4 separate regions of the Mus musculus genome follow, and regions 2, 3 and 4 are each linked to region 1. A link is a contact called in public Hi-C, HiChIP or PLAC-seq and Micro-C data. All regions are on one chromosome and are shown on one strand. Each heading gives the region's core, a stretch centred on a gene start, on an enhancer-like site or on the middle of the called end of the contact. The rest is flanking DNA. Distances are from core to core; before and after follow the strand shown.

Region 1 (3,478 bases), core at 607-3,106:
CCTACCTTAAGGAGAAGGGGAAGCTGGATGGAAGCCAGTTCCTTGTGAAGATCTGACAGGACCGCAGAGCTTCAGTTCTTCCCGGAGCTGCTGTGGGGAGGTTTCGCAAGTCATCCTGGTTTGAAAGGATGAAAGGGGACGAACAGCAATAGGAAGACCACTTAGCCAGAGTCGGAGTTCGGTTTCTAGGGTTCCGCCTCGCACCAGGAACCGTTGAATTTAGTGTCATGAACTGTTGGTATTTTTCTCACATTAACTGTTTAGACCTCTGACGTTTCTTGTACTGTTCACAGCGTTTGTAAATAAATGGCTGCCGAGTTTTTAGAGAACCCAGCCGTTGTCAGTAATGCAGCCTCGTGCCCATCTATAAAAGGTCTATGCTTATTAGTCTTCTGCCTCGAACTAATTCATCTCACGCTGTTGGTACCGAGTGTGAGGCTCAGCGACTGGAGAAAATCAAGAGAGAGCTCTGGTTTTTAATGGTTGACAGCCTTGGCTCAAAGGGTCCCAAGCCAGGCCTGTGTTGGTGAATACGATGGGGTCAGAGAGCTAGGGGACGGATGAGTACTTTAGGTTTGTGTTTTGAGATGTGTTTACAGTGGAAGAAATATGACGCTATCACATGTGGTGGAGAAATGGATTCCTATCAGTAACTTATCCTATGTGTACATAAAGTGGAAGCTCACACTCTAGTGTGGGTAGTGTGGATGTGCCTGTCTCAGTGGTCCTCTTACTCATTCAAATAGCATCTCTTTCAACCCTACTCATTTAGCACTAGCCCTTTCTAGACCAAGCAGAGCTTATGAGTGAAGATTTGTAGCACACACACACACACACACACAAAGGAGCAATCCAGAGTCCCACAGGGAGAGGGGCTAAGTGAGTGCAATGCTTTCCTAGCCTATGTGTGCAGGTATCATATTCCCTAGTTTTCAAAAATTAATTTCTGGGACCTGGAGAGGTGGCTCAGCAGTTATGAGCCCTGGATGCCCGGAGGCGCGAGTTCTATTCCCAGCACCCACATGGTGACTCACAACCATCTGTAACTCCAGTTCCGGGGTATCTGACAGCCTTGGGCACCAGGGATGCATATGATATGCAGACATACACATAGGTGAAACATACACATAATAGCCTAGGGCACGATGGCACATGCCTTTAATTCTAGCACTAGGGTGACAGAGGCAGTAGGATCTCAGAGTTCCAGACCAACCGAGGATAGTATAGTGAAATCCTGTCTCAAAATAAATACATTATTTTTTAAGTGAATTTTTGGATTCAACATCAGTGTGACTTTGGCCTTACTAATTAAGTTTATATGCTATAGTTCTGGTCATAAAGTCCTATAGGGACCAAAGCCACAAAGGCATTGATGGCTGGAGGCATGATTTACTGCAGAGAGGACAGCTTAGCTGCTACCCTCACTAAATAAGGACATTTGCTGAAGGTCCCCAGGTAGGGATCCCTCAGTCGGGCTTTGGGCAAAGGCTGGTTTGGGAGGCTGAAGGCCTCGGCTATCCCAGAGTCGGTGGTCAGATGCTGAGGCTTCAGGTGATAAAGAGTAGAAAACCCAAGGCAGCAGCCTGGATGTTCTCGGTGCCACAGAGGGGTGCTGGGGATCGCTCTGTGGGGGCCAGTCCCGGAGCGGTGGAATGGAGCAGCAGACTCTTCCGACCCAACCCCGGGGGGCTGCTCCCGGATCTAGCGCACGCGCCTTCGCCTCCCGGTGCCTCCCGCCCCCTGGAAACCCTCCAGCATCATGGCTAACGCCATTTGCCAGTGAGAGGGGAGCGTAGGGCACTGGACCAATGGGCGTCGGCGACAGTGCGGGGTGTGGTTGTCAGGGGCGGGGCCCGATCTCCTCCATCCTCTCCAGCCGGGCGGCGGCGTCTCGGGGTCTGGACGCTGATGCCACCGGTCGGGCGGGTATGGAGGCGGCGCGCTGCGCACCCGGACCCCGCGGGGACAGGTCAGGCGGCGGTGGGGCGGGCTGGGGTCTCCAGGGTGGGCGGGCAAGAGCGGAGGCCAAGATCGGGTCCCCAGCTGAGCAGGCGCTTTGCACACCCCGCGTCGCCAGAGCGCTCTCGCGTCTCTTTCCTGGAATTTACCCCGAACCTGCTCACCCTACTCCCCAAGGGCCTCCGATTCCCTCATTTGCAATGCGCTGTGCATCCCGTGCCGCCAGCACTCTTGAGCCGCTCCCCTGGAGTTTACCCTGGACCAGCTCGCCCTGCTCCCCTGGGGTCTCGATTCCCTTACTTGCAATGCGTTCGCCCTCCCCCATGTCTTTCACGAGTAGGATCAGAACTGAGCTGGAAGGAGGGCACTCTTGGGAGTCGACGCGGAAGGTCGCGAGTGATGGTTAATTGGTTCCAAGGCCGTTGCATTTGGCAGTCATTGCGGAATTCTGGAACGAGTCCGAGAGCTGAAAATGCAAAACTGTTCTTTTCTTCTTTCTTCCTTCCCCTGAGTTCTAGCAGTTCTTTCAATCAGGACTTAGTTTAGACTGATCCGTACTCTTGCTCGTGCCCCTGGCTTTTCTACCAATACCCCTCTTTTTGCCTGGTTCACATGGTGAGCTTGGAAAGACAAACGGGCTGCAATCTCAGCCTGTTCATTTCTTGTCAGCTAGGCTAACGAAAAGTTAATGGGGGGCCGTGTGAAATCACTGGCTCAAAACTTTGGCATGGTGTGAGGATTAAAATCAAACACGCCAACTACATTCTTCCTTTACCATTCCATTACCACAGCGATAAAGGCTTGGCGTGTTAGGATTTGGTCTGACGTTTAAACTGGTTTTTAACTGATCCGAAACCATATTTTACAAAGTTATAAAGACGGAATAGCGACCCCCCCACCCCCCGTGGGTCCCATCCAGACTAGGCTTCCCTGAAACTTAATAATAAGTTAATAAGGAGGACTTTGAACATTTGCCCCCTACCTCTGCCTCCCAAGGCGTCACCTGTTTTAATCTTTCATCAACTAAATTCTATAAACATGATAGCTGCTCTCTGAAATTTGTTTACAACTTCTCCATTTTGGGAACCGAAGATCCATTTACAAGGGTAAGGTCGGGGTAGGAAAGTTAGAATTCAGCGTGTATCCGGTTGAAATCAAATGATATCGCGTTCAGTTGAGGGATTTAGTTGTTAACGAAATGATTTTTAGAGAAGTAAATTTCTTAGGGATGTGATTTTATTTTTATTTTATTTTTTGAGATAGGTCTTATGAAGCAAGACTGAAACTCGATATTCAAACCAGGTTAGCCTCAAACTCATACAGACCCATCTGACTCTGCCTTCCATGACTCATGATTTTAGGGAACAAGGACTTGACTTTGAAACTGGGACCAGCTGGCAGGTTTTTGTTTTGTTTTGTTTTCATCTCCTGGACTTGAAGCTTTAAGCTTTAATGCCTCCTCCCCCACCTTTTCTTCCAAAGAAAGAAATCGACTCTTTAATTTCCAGTTGATTGACAG
Region 2 (3,478 bases), core at 670-3,169, 430 kb before region 1:
CTCTATGTCCTCAAAGCACCATTTGAATCTTCTGCTAAGAGCATCAGCCTTCTCCTTCCTGACCTTTCTAACGCATCTCCACAGTTTTCATTGGTTTCCAGGTTATTAGGTGGTTATAAGCCACCTAAATATTTGCAGAGTTTATTCACACACTCCCCACCTAAGGCTCCTGTTATCTTGGCAAAGGAAAGGGATTATGGGCAGAAACAAGCATCACTAATAAGCATTTGGGTGTGTTCTTTATATACTAAGGCTTGAGGTTCTTATATATGCTGAAATCTTTTATGTACTAAAAGTTGAATCCATTTTCATGGATTCTCTATATTTGACTGTAAAATATCATGACTAAAGATGAAAAATATTGTGTGATTGCTAAAATCTTCGGTCTAGGCAAAGCATGAAGCGTCAGGAACATAGGCAATTGAGTGCTTGCCTCAAATTCACGAGGACTGAAAAAAAAATAGATGGAGCATGGTGCAGAACCCTATGCTCAGCCTTGTGTTGAGTAAAATGGCTGTCATCAGAGACAGCTGAGGAGGCCCCACTGAGTCTTAAGTGAGCTGTGAGGCCCTCATATATAATTCCCCCTGCTTCCTTCTTCAGTGATCTTGTGGCATATGCTATGAGTGTGCACCTTCTGTCTCCTGGAACTCTCAGCCAGCTGACACCTGCACTGTCATTTAGTGATGAGTGCCTGGTACAATTCCATTCTGACCACAGAAGGTGACTTTAAGGAAGTCCTTGCTTTTCTTTATCACTTATAATGTGTGAATGTGTGACTCGGCATTAGTAGTCCTTGCTCTAAGACTCTAGGCCTGGAAACCCTTGGAGGAGTTATCACATCCCATAGACCCAAGTCCTCCACTCCCTGAGCTCTGACAGATGAAGTCCTTTCACTCAGGTGAATGATGTTACACCCACCTGGACCTTCAGGACAGGGTAGAGCCAGAGCTGCAGGTGTCGCTCCGCCCTCAGTGTTTTTCCTGTTGTGTCAGTCATGAATTCTTCCCACAGTCATGACATGTCCACATCTCACAGCTTCCTTCACAGCATGGATGTTTCAGGAGGATCTTAGAGCTTCAGCTCATGTCACGTATAACTGTGGACTTGCACATATTACTATTTATTTTTACAATAATATATTGTATCTTGATTGCTGGTAAATTGGTAAAAATCAGTCACTTAAATTTGAATTGAGGAAGAATGTTGCATTTCACTGACCCTCGGCTGCATTCACCTTGAGAGAATAACTCAAAACAAATGGTTACCAGATTCAGAACAAAAGAAGACCACATGTTACACCTTCCTTTCTTAAGACAATAACATGTAATGGGAGCAGATGCAGAGACCCACAGCCAAACATTAGGCAGAGCACAGGAGCCCCATGAAAGTGGCAGAGGAAGGACTGTGGGAGCCAGAGGCATGGAGGACACCAGGACACCAGGAGAACATGGCCCACAGAATCATCTAAGCAGGGCTCATAGGGACTCACAGAGCCTGAAGCAGCAGTCATAAAGCCTGCATGGGTCTGCACTAGGCCCTCTGCATATATGTTATGGCTGTCAGCTTGGTATTCTTCTGGAATTCCTAACAGTTGGAGTTCGAGTGTCTCTGACTCTTTTCCCTGCTCATGGGAATCTTTTCCTCCTGCTGCACTGTCTTATCCAACCCTGGTAAGAGGATTTGTGCCCAGTCTTATTGCATCTTGTTATCCTGTATTCAGTTGATGTCACTGGGAGGCCTGTTCCTTTCTGAAGGGAGACAAAGGAGCAGTGGATCTGGGGGAGCGGAGAGGAAGGGGAAGTAGGAGGAAAGGAAGGAAGGAAAGCTGTGGTCATGGTGTTTTGTATGAGGGAAGAACACAGAAAAAAAAAAAAAAGACAGTAGTGTGTAAGCTGTGTGGGTGGGACAGACAGCAAGGTCAGTCAGTAACCATGGAGAAACCCTCAGAGACAGGAATCAGTGGGTGTGGGAACAGAGCAGAGCATTCACAGAGGACTTTCTTTTGCTTATTTCACCTCAAAGGCCTTGGAGTTTGTCCCTTCTCACCACCAGTTAAGTGTTGCATCTCCTGTGAAATGGACACAGCAAGTATCTACCTCGGTTTAAAGCCACCCAGGACACTGGGGGCTTGGCATGAGTCACCCCCATCTCTTCCCCCAGGTCAGTCACTTTATTTTTCCTTGTAACATTAGAATATCTTCCAGAGTTATGATTTTTCTTACAGTTTTAAGTTATTGCTATGAAAGTGAGCAACCATCTACCAGCGCTGAAGAGTGTAGATGGCTACAACTTTGGATTAATAAAAAGCTCACTGGTTCCATCTTTAATCAGTCAGTCAGTGTGAAACTTGAGCAGGTATTCTTTTGACTTTAGCCACAAGATCCTGAAGATATTTCATATCTACAAGGAAAGAGATTCTTCTGGCAGGCAGACTCACTATAAAGCGTCTTGCCTGGTCCAGACTTCTCTGCAGAACACAAACACCACGACTCCTCTCCATGCCATTCTAGCACTGAGCACTGGAGGAGTTGAGGGATGTGGCACCCTGTTTGCCAGAAATGTGGAAGACTGATAGGAGGCATTTATGAAGGGTACCATGACTTAGGGATGGATGAAAAGAGACAGACACAGAGGCCGAAAGTATGTCTACAGTGGTCATGGTATGGTATGGAGTTCAGTGACATAACTGAGTTTCCTTATCTAAAACTGCAGTGCTTAAAATCTAGCCTGTCTATACTGTGTCAAGAATGTAAACCCACAACTCTTTAAGGCTGTTTGTCAGAAACTATAAAAAAAAATAGTTAAAAAAAAAATCAGGAAGCCGGGCATGGTGGTGCATGCCTTTAATTCCAGCACTTGGGAGGCAGAGACAGGCAGATTTCTGAGTTCGAGGCCAACCTGGTCTACAAAGTGAGTTCCAGGACCTCCAAGACTATACAGAGAAACCCTGTCTCAAAAAACTGAAAAAAAAAGAAAAAAAAAAATCAGGAAAAAAGTACAGAGAAAAAAGTCACCAAAACTGCATTATAAACTTTACATAGGGTCTGGGAAAGTGGAGGGTTTTGTTGACCAGAGGGGGATTTGAGGGGCCAGTTATGTGTGGTAGGTGCAGGCAAGTGTTTGCTTTCCCTGTTTATGATTGCAAACATGGAAGACATGACTTGAGAAGCTGAAGGTTTGGGGTTTTGTTTTCCCACTGAGTCTAGACAGCACTGCCAGTGTGTGCATGGGCTTAAGGTCATGACCTGGAGCACAGGTGGCCTCATAGGGACTGTATCCTTGAACAAAACTGACTCTCCCACTCCTAGCAGCCATCAGCTGTCAATGACTCCCCAGATGACGTTGGAACTCCATGCCCAACTCCCCCGACTACTCTGGGCCTTTACCTGACTTGAGCTTTCGAAGGTCTTGTGCAGGCTATCACAAATGGCCTGAATTCATATATGCAACTGCCCTACTGTGTCTGAAAGACAGT
Region 3 (3,478 bases), core at 350-2,849, 380 kb after region 1:
CCGGTGGCTACCAGGCTAGGCAGAGCTCTTGGCCTAGAAGGTGCCTGATTGGGAAGAAAGCGCGCTTCTGCCAGGGTGCACCAGTGTGGGAGGGGCAGCAGTAGTAATCAATGTTTATGGACTGTTGAGTGATCGCTCTCCCTATACACGGCTGGCAGGTGCTCTGTGTCATCTGGGGCTCTTTGCCGTCCCAGCCACACATCATCTTGTGGCCCTTCTGGGAGCCGATCCTCAAGCTTTTTGCTTTCGGGGCACGGGCACCCTTGGGGGCAGGTGTGACACCCCCACCCATCTTAGTGCCACATGGGACACTACAGCCCATTTCAACAGGTGGAGAGACACTAGCTTCTGAGAAAGCTGATGGGCCTGGGAAGGGTGTGCATCAGGGGAGCCTCCCTGAGCAGGCGCCCTTTCCTCCTGGGGGTAGTGAGCCTGTCTTTAAGGGCTGTGTTGGAACAACACAGGGTAGGTGGCAAACAGTCCTTGCCCTTTGCTCTCTAGGACCGGCATCTTCCTGCACCCTTCAGTGAAGCCCAGGACAGATCCAGATTGAATCTGCTCACCCTTGAACCCTACCAACCCCATGTAGAGAGCAAGGCACTGATTCCATATGCCAAAGCCAGACCCCAGCGTCCCATCAGATGAGTCATACTCCAACAAAGGCACCAGGACCCTCCCAGAGACAAGAGGACAGCAAGCCCCGAGTGCCACCGCACACACACACACACACACCAAGCACAGTATTCTTAGTGTCTGTACAGAACTAGCCCATGCTGGAATCATCAAAATGTAACTGGGTTGTAGGTTGCAGGTGCCTTATGCAATGTTTATTTGGAGGAAAATTAGGCTTAGAAATATGGGTGTGATCTCCCTGTCACCCCTGAGCTGGGGACTGTGGAGTGGAGCTGTGAAGAAATTGGAGCTTGTGAGGAGAACAACATCCAGTGAAGAATGGCCAAGGAGTGGTCCTATTCAGTTTGAAATTCTGCACACACTCAACAGGCAGCCAAGCTGCCGAGGCCACCAGTCAAACCAATGGCGCTTACAACGGGCTGTGCCCATGCGAGAAGTGCAGAGCTCAGCTCCGAGGGTGGGAGGGGAGCAGTGCCCGTTCCCTCCAGCTAGAGTGACTTTCACTGTGAGACAGATGAGCAGCAGAGGGTGACTCAGAGGTGAAGGATGTAAAAGCCCTTTCCTAGGCCAGGAGACTTGGGAGAGAGCGTTGCTAAGTACACATGCTCAAATATTTAAAGGCCTGTCACACTCGTTCCTGGTGAGCCTCTCGGAAATGAGGACTGATGCATGTTAGCCACAGGGAAGTGGGATCTACAGTTAATAGACTCCTTCCCTGGAGTTATATGGAGGGAACTGGAATGCAGACTGCAGGCAAATGCTCAGATCAGATGTAGGGGGGCGCTTCATGGCTGCCTCCCCTCTGGCCCTAGCAAATCTCTGCAGCCACCATCCTCCTGCTGGCTGGGTGACTTTGGCAGAAGACTCTGCCTTTGTCCTTTCTTTTCCATGGGTATGGAGTTGGAAACGTGCTCCCCGGCTCCCCTCCTCACCAGCCAGCAGCCCGTCTGCCTCTCTTTATGGCTATGAGAATGAATGAGCTGCAGAGAAAGAGGGCCGCTTGCAATACAAAGTAGTAGCCCCTCTCCCACCCTGGTGAGTGGAGCGAATCCTCTCTGCTCCCCACTGCAAAGTTCTTAGCAGGTTGTCCTCTTTCAGGGCCAGGCAGGGCTCTTAAAAGGAGCCAGTGTGTCAGGTGGTGCAATTAAAATTGTCAGGATTGTCTCTCTTTTTTGCCTTATCTGCTAATTTATTAACTGCCATTATGTCTTGGGCACTGGGAGCCCTCGTGTTCCCATGTCTCCTGCTGTCCAAGAGGGGTTTCAGAGGCCCGGGGATGGTGTAGCGCTGCTGCTGGAATCTACACTCAGAGACCATGTCTGCAGCAGCTCTCTTCAGGTATAGGAGGTAGTGAGGCTGAAAAGGCCAGTGGTGTGCAGGGCTGTGTGCTAGGCTGGGAACACCATGTTAGGAGTTCCTGACGGGGTACTGGGGCTTCCAGGAGTGGAGAGGCCAGGGTTTAGAGGGAGCTTCTTTCTTGAGTGGGAATGTGGATGTGCATGTGCCCCCGTTCCTGAGCTCGCCCACCCACTCAACCCCCTACCCACCCACCTACCCACCAGTCGCTGAAGAAACATTCAGTGTTCCAAGTATTTTCTGGGTCCGGTGGTGGAAGGACAATGGAAGAGCACGAGTCTGATCCTCAAAAGGAGCTGTTTTTTTTTTTTTTTTTTTTTTTTTTTACGACAGAAGCCTTGGGAGGGGGCTAGCATGAACTCATGACCACGCCCTGGATCAGTCCACTCTGGGAGGGCCCATCTTTCCCCTTGTGAAGGGCTGGGTGGGTGGAGGTGATATGGAGTCTGACTAGATGGGGATAGAGTACCCAGACATGGGTGAATTTGGAGCAGCCGTGGCCCTGGAGAAATGGGTGCCTGTGTGGATGTCCTACCTGGGGGCAGAAATATGCGTTAACTTGACCAGTCAGTCAGTATAGCCAACCTGAAGATGAGATGTGGGCGGTTAGTATGTGGCTAGCAGTGAGGGGAGTTTGGTTGCAGGGCTAGCTTGGCCTGTCCACATTACTTTGGGGGCCTCCGTTTACCTGCTAGGCATGTGCTGGGTAAGTTCCTTGGAGACGAAGAAGCCTGAGACAGGCTGATAGACTCGTGTCGTCTAGGGAGCCTGCACCTTTCCTTTTGCAGGCCTAGGACAAGGTCCAGATGGCTGCAGTGCATGGACAAGGCTGGGGTGCCATTCTCGACCACGAAGACGTATCGTGAACAGGGCAGACCAACGTCCCAGCCTTGATGGGCTGGGTGCAGACATTAGGTTAGGGGTTTGTCTTATCAAGTTCGCATGTCGGTTTCTAAATGAAACTTTTGAAAGGCCCTTGGTTGAGTGAGCTAACAGAGGAAGCTTCTAGCTTAGGAGCCACCTTAGCTTGCCCTTGCTTAGAGACAGGTTCCAACCAGGACTGGACAACGTGAAGGAACTGAAGACCCCACTTGGTTGGTGCTTATACTGGCTGAATCCTGATACTCCTGAGTCACTCTGCCTCACCCCAGATTCTCCAGTCTCCGGTTCTATGGTCATCTCGGCTGAGACAACCCTCTGGTTTTAGAAGGGAATTTTCTCGAATGCCACCTACTAAGCTCTCTGGCATCCAGCTTTGGCTGAGCTGCCATGGCCTTATGCTTCCTGAATGGTCCCCACCATGGGAATAGGGGTGGTTCCTGCCCTCCTCCTGCCTCACCCTGGCCCCGGTATTCAGAATTTAGAGCTGGTTTCCTGTCTTCATGTCCCAACTGCCCAGGGCAGGCCTTGTTCCTCAACCCCACAGTAAACCTGTGTCAGAGGTCACCTCCTCTCTCTTGCCCACAGCCGTCTACTAGATGTGAGCTCT
Region 4 (3,478 bases), core at 320-2,819, 260 kb after region 1:
TGTAGTCTCCAATCATAGCGCCCTTCTGTGGGAGGTCACACGGGAAACTTGGTATGGATTGGGGATCTTCATCTCTCATCTCAGTGCCAAAAAGGCCACTTGAGAGTATGTGGTTGGGGGGTAGCTTCGTGAGAATAACTTGCTGGAGAGGAGGGGAGAGGAGAGGAGGCAGAACTGAAGGCTACCTGCTGAGTATCTATCATGATAGAAGAGTGCCACTGGCCAGCCACCCTGGTCAGTTCACTGGCTCTGCAGTATAGAACTGTCCTGGGTTGTAGTTTCCTCAGCTACCAATGGCATTAACTCTGCCATTGTGAGAGGTGATCCTTGGAGCTACTCCCAAAAGGTGTCACATGAGGTTGGCCACCCTGACCTTGTTGGAGGTCAAGCTCCAGGCAAGTGCTTTCCTTTTTGTGCGAGCCAGTATTGACCTTGAGTCTCCATCCCCCATGCTGTGGCTAACCCAGAGCTAAACAAGTCACAGTGTTAAAAATAGCCTCACCCTCACTTACATGTCCAGCGTGCTGCTTCTGCGGCGTGGATGGGTGATAGACCGACACTGTCTTCCCAGTTACCAAGTTACCAGTTACTGACATCTTAGTGTAGGTTAATCTTGTAGATATTTTGGCCTCAGAAGGACCCATGTAATGATCCTTTGTTGTACCAATGGGGGCATGTTAAGGTTTTCGGGAGGAAGGAACTTACCAGGCATTTGACAGACATCAGGGGTGAACCGAAGCATGCGCTCAGATCACACTATGTCTGTCTTGCCTCTTGGATGGGCAATACAGCCCAGGGTTCCGGAGGGCCCACTGTTTCTCTCAGGATAGCTGCTTTAGAGTTGACAGTCGCTCAGGTTTCAAGGCCCACAAGCAAACTGGAAGCTAGATGGCCTTCTATAAGACAAGAAGGAAGGAGGCCTTGGGACAGTAGCAGCTAGAGCTCTTTTGAGTCCTCAGTCTTCCAAGGTTGGAAGTAGGGTCTCTGAGGTGTAGGCCGAACTATGAGGCCAGCTGCCTAACAGGAGGGCGACCGCTAGTGAACACGAAGAAGTAGAGAAGATGGATGGGTGAGCCAGTGACTGGTGCCCAGGGCGGAAGGATGAGGGAGGTGGTGTGTGACATGGAAGAGACAGTGATGCTGGCACAGATGGGGGAAGGAGGGGCTGCATGAAGACAAGTGCGCAGCCTGGGGGCCCCTGGCTGTGGCAAGTGACAGGAAGAACAGCTGAAAGGAACCAGAGGAGGAGAGGAGGAAAGGCCACCCAGGACAGTAGGCATGGTCAGGACTGACATCATGCTTTGCTGCCTGCCGATTCAGGCCAATCGCCATTCCAGCCTTTCTGCCCTTTCTCCTAAGCCCTTGGATGGACATCTGGCAGGTCTTCTGTTTTGTGAGGGTGTTGCACTTTTTTTTTTATCTGGCACTCACGACTCCTGTGTGGGTTCTACTTGTGGTCACCTAGTCTCAGTCTGGACTTGTTGGGGAGGGGGATATAGCCCCTGAGACTTCTTGGTGGCCTTGTTGTGGTGCCTGCTCTTCCATGTGCTGGCCACTAGATGGCAGCAGGAAACCTGTTGGTTTTTTCCAGCAGGTTGTTTTACTCAGTCTAGCTTTCCTGGCCATGTGGCCCTCTGCCTCAGTCTCAAATCACATTTGTCACAGGTTCTTAGATGGTTCTGAGGCAAGGCTGAGTGAGATGAAGCCGCATCAGTCTACTTTTGAGAAGTGGCTGTCTCAGGACACTGTCACAGGCTTGGAGGTGGCCTTTCAGCACCCTACCTGTGGCCAAACACCCTTTGTAGGGTGTTCCTGCTGTAGACTACACTCTAGCTGTGCGTTGCAGGGCTGTGTGGGGCCCAGAAGCAGAGAACTGGGCTCTGAGGAAACTGAGACTGCCCACCTCCACCTCAGCTTGGCAGCCTGTGTGGTTGGTGCCAGACATGGAGGGAGGGGTCATGCCTAGGGCAGGACTAGCCTGGGAAGAGCAGTGCTGTAAGATCAAGGACAGAGCTTTCCTGCAGCAGGGACATACAGCACTAGCAAACTCCCTGGAAGCTCAGCTTGAGTCCAGAAGTGGGCGGAGTCTGCCGATTTCATGGCCCATCTACTCCCAGCAACCCCTGGGTGTAGTCCCCCATCCCACAGCTGGTCATAGCCACGTGTAGCCTTAGATCTCTGCAGGGTAGTCCCACAGGATGCCAAGCCACACCCCATTTCAGGTTCAGTCTTCAGTGCTCTGAGTGTTGTTTCTGGGTCTGCAGTTTTTGTCTGGCGTCAGGGCTCATATGTCTTTCCTACAGTTTTGTGTCAAGGACTGGGCTGTCCTCTTGAGACCCATGGCGTGAACTGGAGTCTCAGAGAGGTCAAGGGTATTTTCAACGTTTCCAAGATAAAACGCTGAACTGGCCATTGATCCGGAGGCTGGGACATTTTTTATTCTTCCTGTAATGATCAGCTTTGCACGTGGCGGGGTTAGTGGGTGAAAGAGAAATTCTCCCAGGATGCCAGAAATGGGGACACGATCTGTCACCACCCCCACCTACTACCTCTAAGTACCCTATTAGTCTGTACCCCAAACATAGCCAGGGATGGGACCCTAGTTGTTCTATGGAGATACCAGGTGGCCCCAGCTGCCAGAGCCTTCCGCTGGTTAGTGATGCTATGTAGGCATCTGGTAGGGGATGAGAGTGTTTGGTGGTGTGCCTTGCACTTCTAACTGGCCTATCGAGCTAGTGTTGCTGCCCAGACCCTACCCATGGTAGTTGCTCTCTCTGGGACCCCATTCTAGGTGGCCTCCCCGTGTGGAAGCACTGTCCACGATGGGGGCAATGGTGGCATGACTTCATGTCAGTGCCCTCTGCTGGGTATTTTTGAGGTTCCAGGCTGGGGTGGGGGTCCTAGGTCCTTGTGTAGGCGTGCCTACTTTATCAGCGGTCCTCCATCTGTGTGACAGGCTCAGTAAGGAGGTCCTTGTACAGTCCTTTTCCCTACCAGTATACACCTTCGAATCCCAGGTTATGTCCTGACCTCCTGATGTCCTGGCTCCCAGCCCCTTCTTTTTGCTTCTCGGCTCTGCCTGCAGCCGGCTTTGTCACAGACACCTTCCACTGCCCTCCACAGGCTTTGTGCTGGTGTCTGTGTCCACCCAGGGCCTACCTGCATGTGGGGCTCAGCGGAGTACCGCCATGTGCTCCCATTTCAAAGGCTTCTGCTTCCCTCCCTCCCAGCCAGCCAGCCAGCCAGCTTGGCTGCGTTAGGCCTCCTTCCAAGCCTCCAACATCCTGCTTGGCTTGTGTCCCCCCAACTCCAGCTGCAGCTTCCCTGTTGTGCTTCTGGCAGAAGGCGTGCTGGTGTGTGTGTGTGTGTGTGTGTGTGTGTGTGTAGGGGGGGGGGTTCCTTCCCCTTGGCTTCTTTTCTCCCTATTACATCAGCTTACAGCCAAATACCCCTGGGGTCTGGTAAGGGAGGGTTTTTC

What was found. A called contact is a pair of places that touch in the nucleus more often than the background predicts. HiChIP or PLAC-seq counts read pairs in DNA pulled down with a chosen protein or histone mark.
Region 2: a contact with region 1 is called in an H3K27ac HiChIP or PLAC-seq map of microglia, with 6 times the contacts expected there. The contact joins the promoter of Klrb1c here to the promoter of Tulp3 in region 1. A contact is called at or near these places in 2 of 39 promoter capture datasets (liver and pre-B cells), 3 of 484 Hi-C or Micro-C datasets (B cells, CD4 T cells and CD8 T cells), 3 of 115 datasets of contacts at active chromatin or transcription factors (bone marrow-derived macrophages, microglia and pancreatic cancer cells) and 1 of 9 other capture datasets (adipose tissue).
Region 3: a contact with region 1 is called in a Hi-C map of cortical neurons, with 2.7 times the contacts expected there. The contact joins the enhancer-like site here to the promoter of Tulp3 in region 1. A contact is called at or near these places in 3 of 39 promoter capture datasets (the 3T3-L1 cell line and cranial neural crest), 1 of 15 datasets of contacts at CTCF or cohesin (embryonic stem cells), 8 of 484 Hi-C or Micro-C datasets (the N1E-115 cell line, cardiomyocytes, cerebral cortex and 4 more), 9 of 115 datasets of contacts at active chromatin or transcription factors (embryonic hindbrain, embryonic limb bud, embryonic midbrain and 6 more) and 1 of 9 other capture datasets (adipose tissue).
Region 4: a contact with region 1 is called in a Micro-C map of embryonic stem cells, with 2.0 times the contacts expected there. The contact joins the enhancer-like site here to the promoter of Tulp3 in region 1. A contact is called at or near these places in 1 of 39 promoter capture datasets (cranial neural crest), 5 of 484 Hi-C or Micro-C datasets (cortical neurons, embryonic stem cells, extraembryonic endoderm stem cells and 1 more), 7 of 115 datasets of contacts at active chromatin or transcription factors (embryonic stem cells, extraembryonic endoderm stem cells, pancreatic cancer cells and 2 more) and 1 of 9 other capture datasets (pancreatic islet).

What each region holds. Positions count from the first base shown.
Region 1 is chr6:128,354,229-128,357,706 of GRCm38.p6, reverse strand. It overlaps Tulp3 (tubby-like protein 3), which reads left to right and starts at 1,856. Exons shown (of 11, transcript NM_011657.2): 1 at 1,856-1,969. The coding sequence starts at 1,929. It overlaps Rhno1 (RAD9-HUS1-RAD1 interacting nuclear orphan 1), which reads left to right. Exons shown (of 3, transcript NM_001326585.1): 3 at 1-707. The coding sequence ends at 56.
Region 2 is chr6:128,787,082-128,790,559 of GRCm38.p6, reverse strand. Klrb1c (killer cell lectin-like receptor subfamily B member 1C) reads left to right here and starts at 1,919. Exons shown (of 6, transcript NM_001159904.1): 1 at 1,919-2,163. The coding sequence starts at 1,935.
Region 3 is chr6:127,971,877-127,975,354 of GRCm38.p6, reverse strand. The region is part of intron 1 of Tspan9 (tetraspanin 9); the gene reads left to right. Among named protein-coding and RNA genes, the nearest start is that of Gm15870, 29 kb to the right of the region's middle. Within about 2 kb of position 1,599, at least 51 of the 459 cell types and tissues checked have an H3K27ac peak or open chromatin away from gene starts, as enhancers often do. A contact at or near this core is called in cortical neurons, embryonic limb bud and pancreatic cancer cells, where this site is marked.
Region 4 is chr6:128,089,767-128,093,244 of GRCm38.p6, reverse strand. It overlaps a transcript of Tspan9 not described here. Among named protein-coding and RNA genes, the nearest start is that of Gm52879, 10 kb to the left of the region's middle. Within about 2 kb of position 1,569, at least 59 of the 459 cell types and tissues checked have an H3K27ac peak or open chromatin away from gene starts, as enhancers often do. A contact at or near this core is called in cortical neurons, embryonic stem cells, palatal mesenchyme and 1 more, where this site is marked.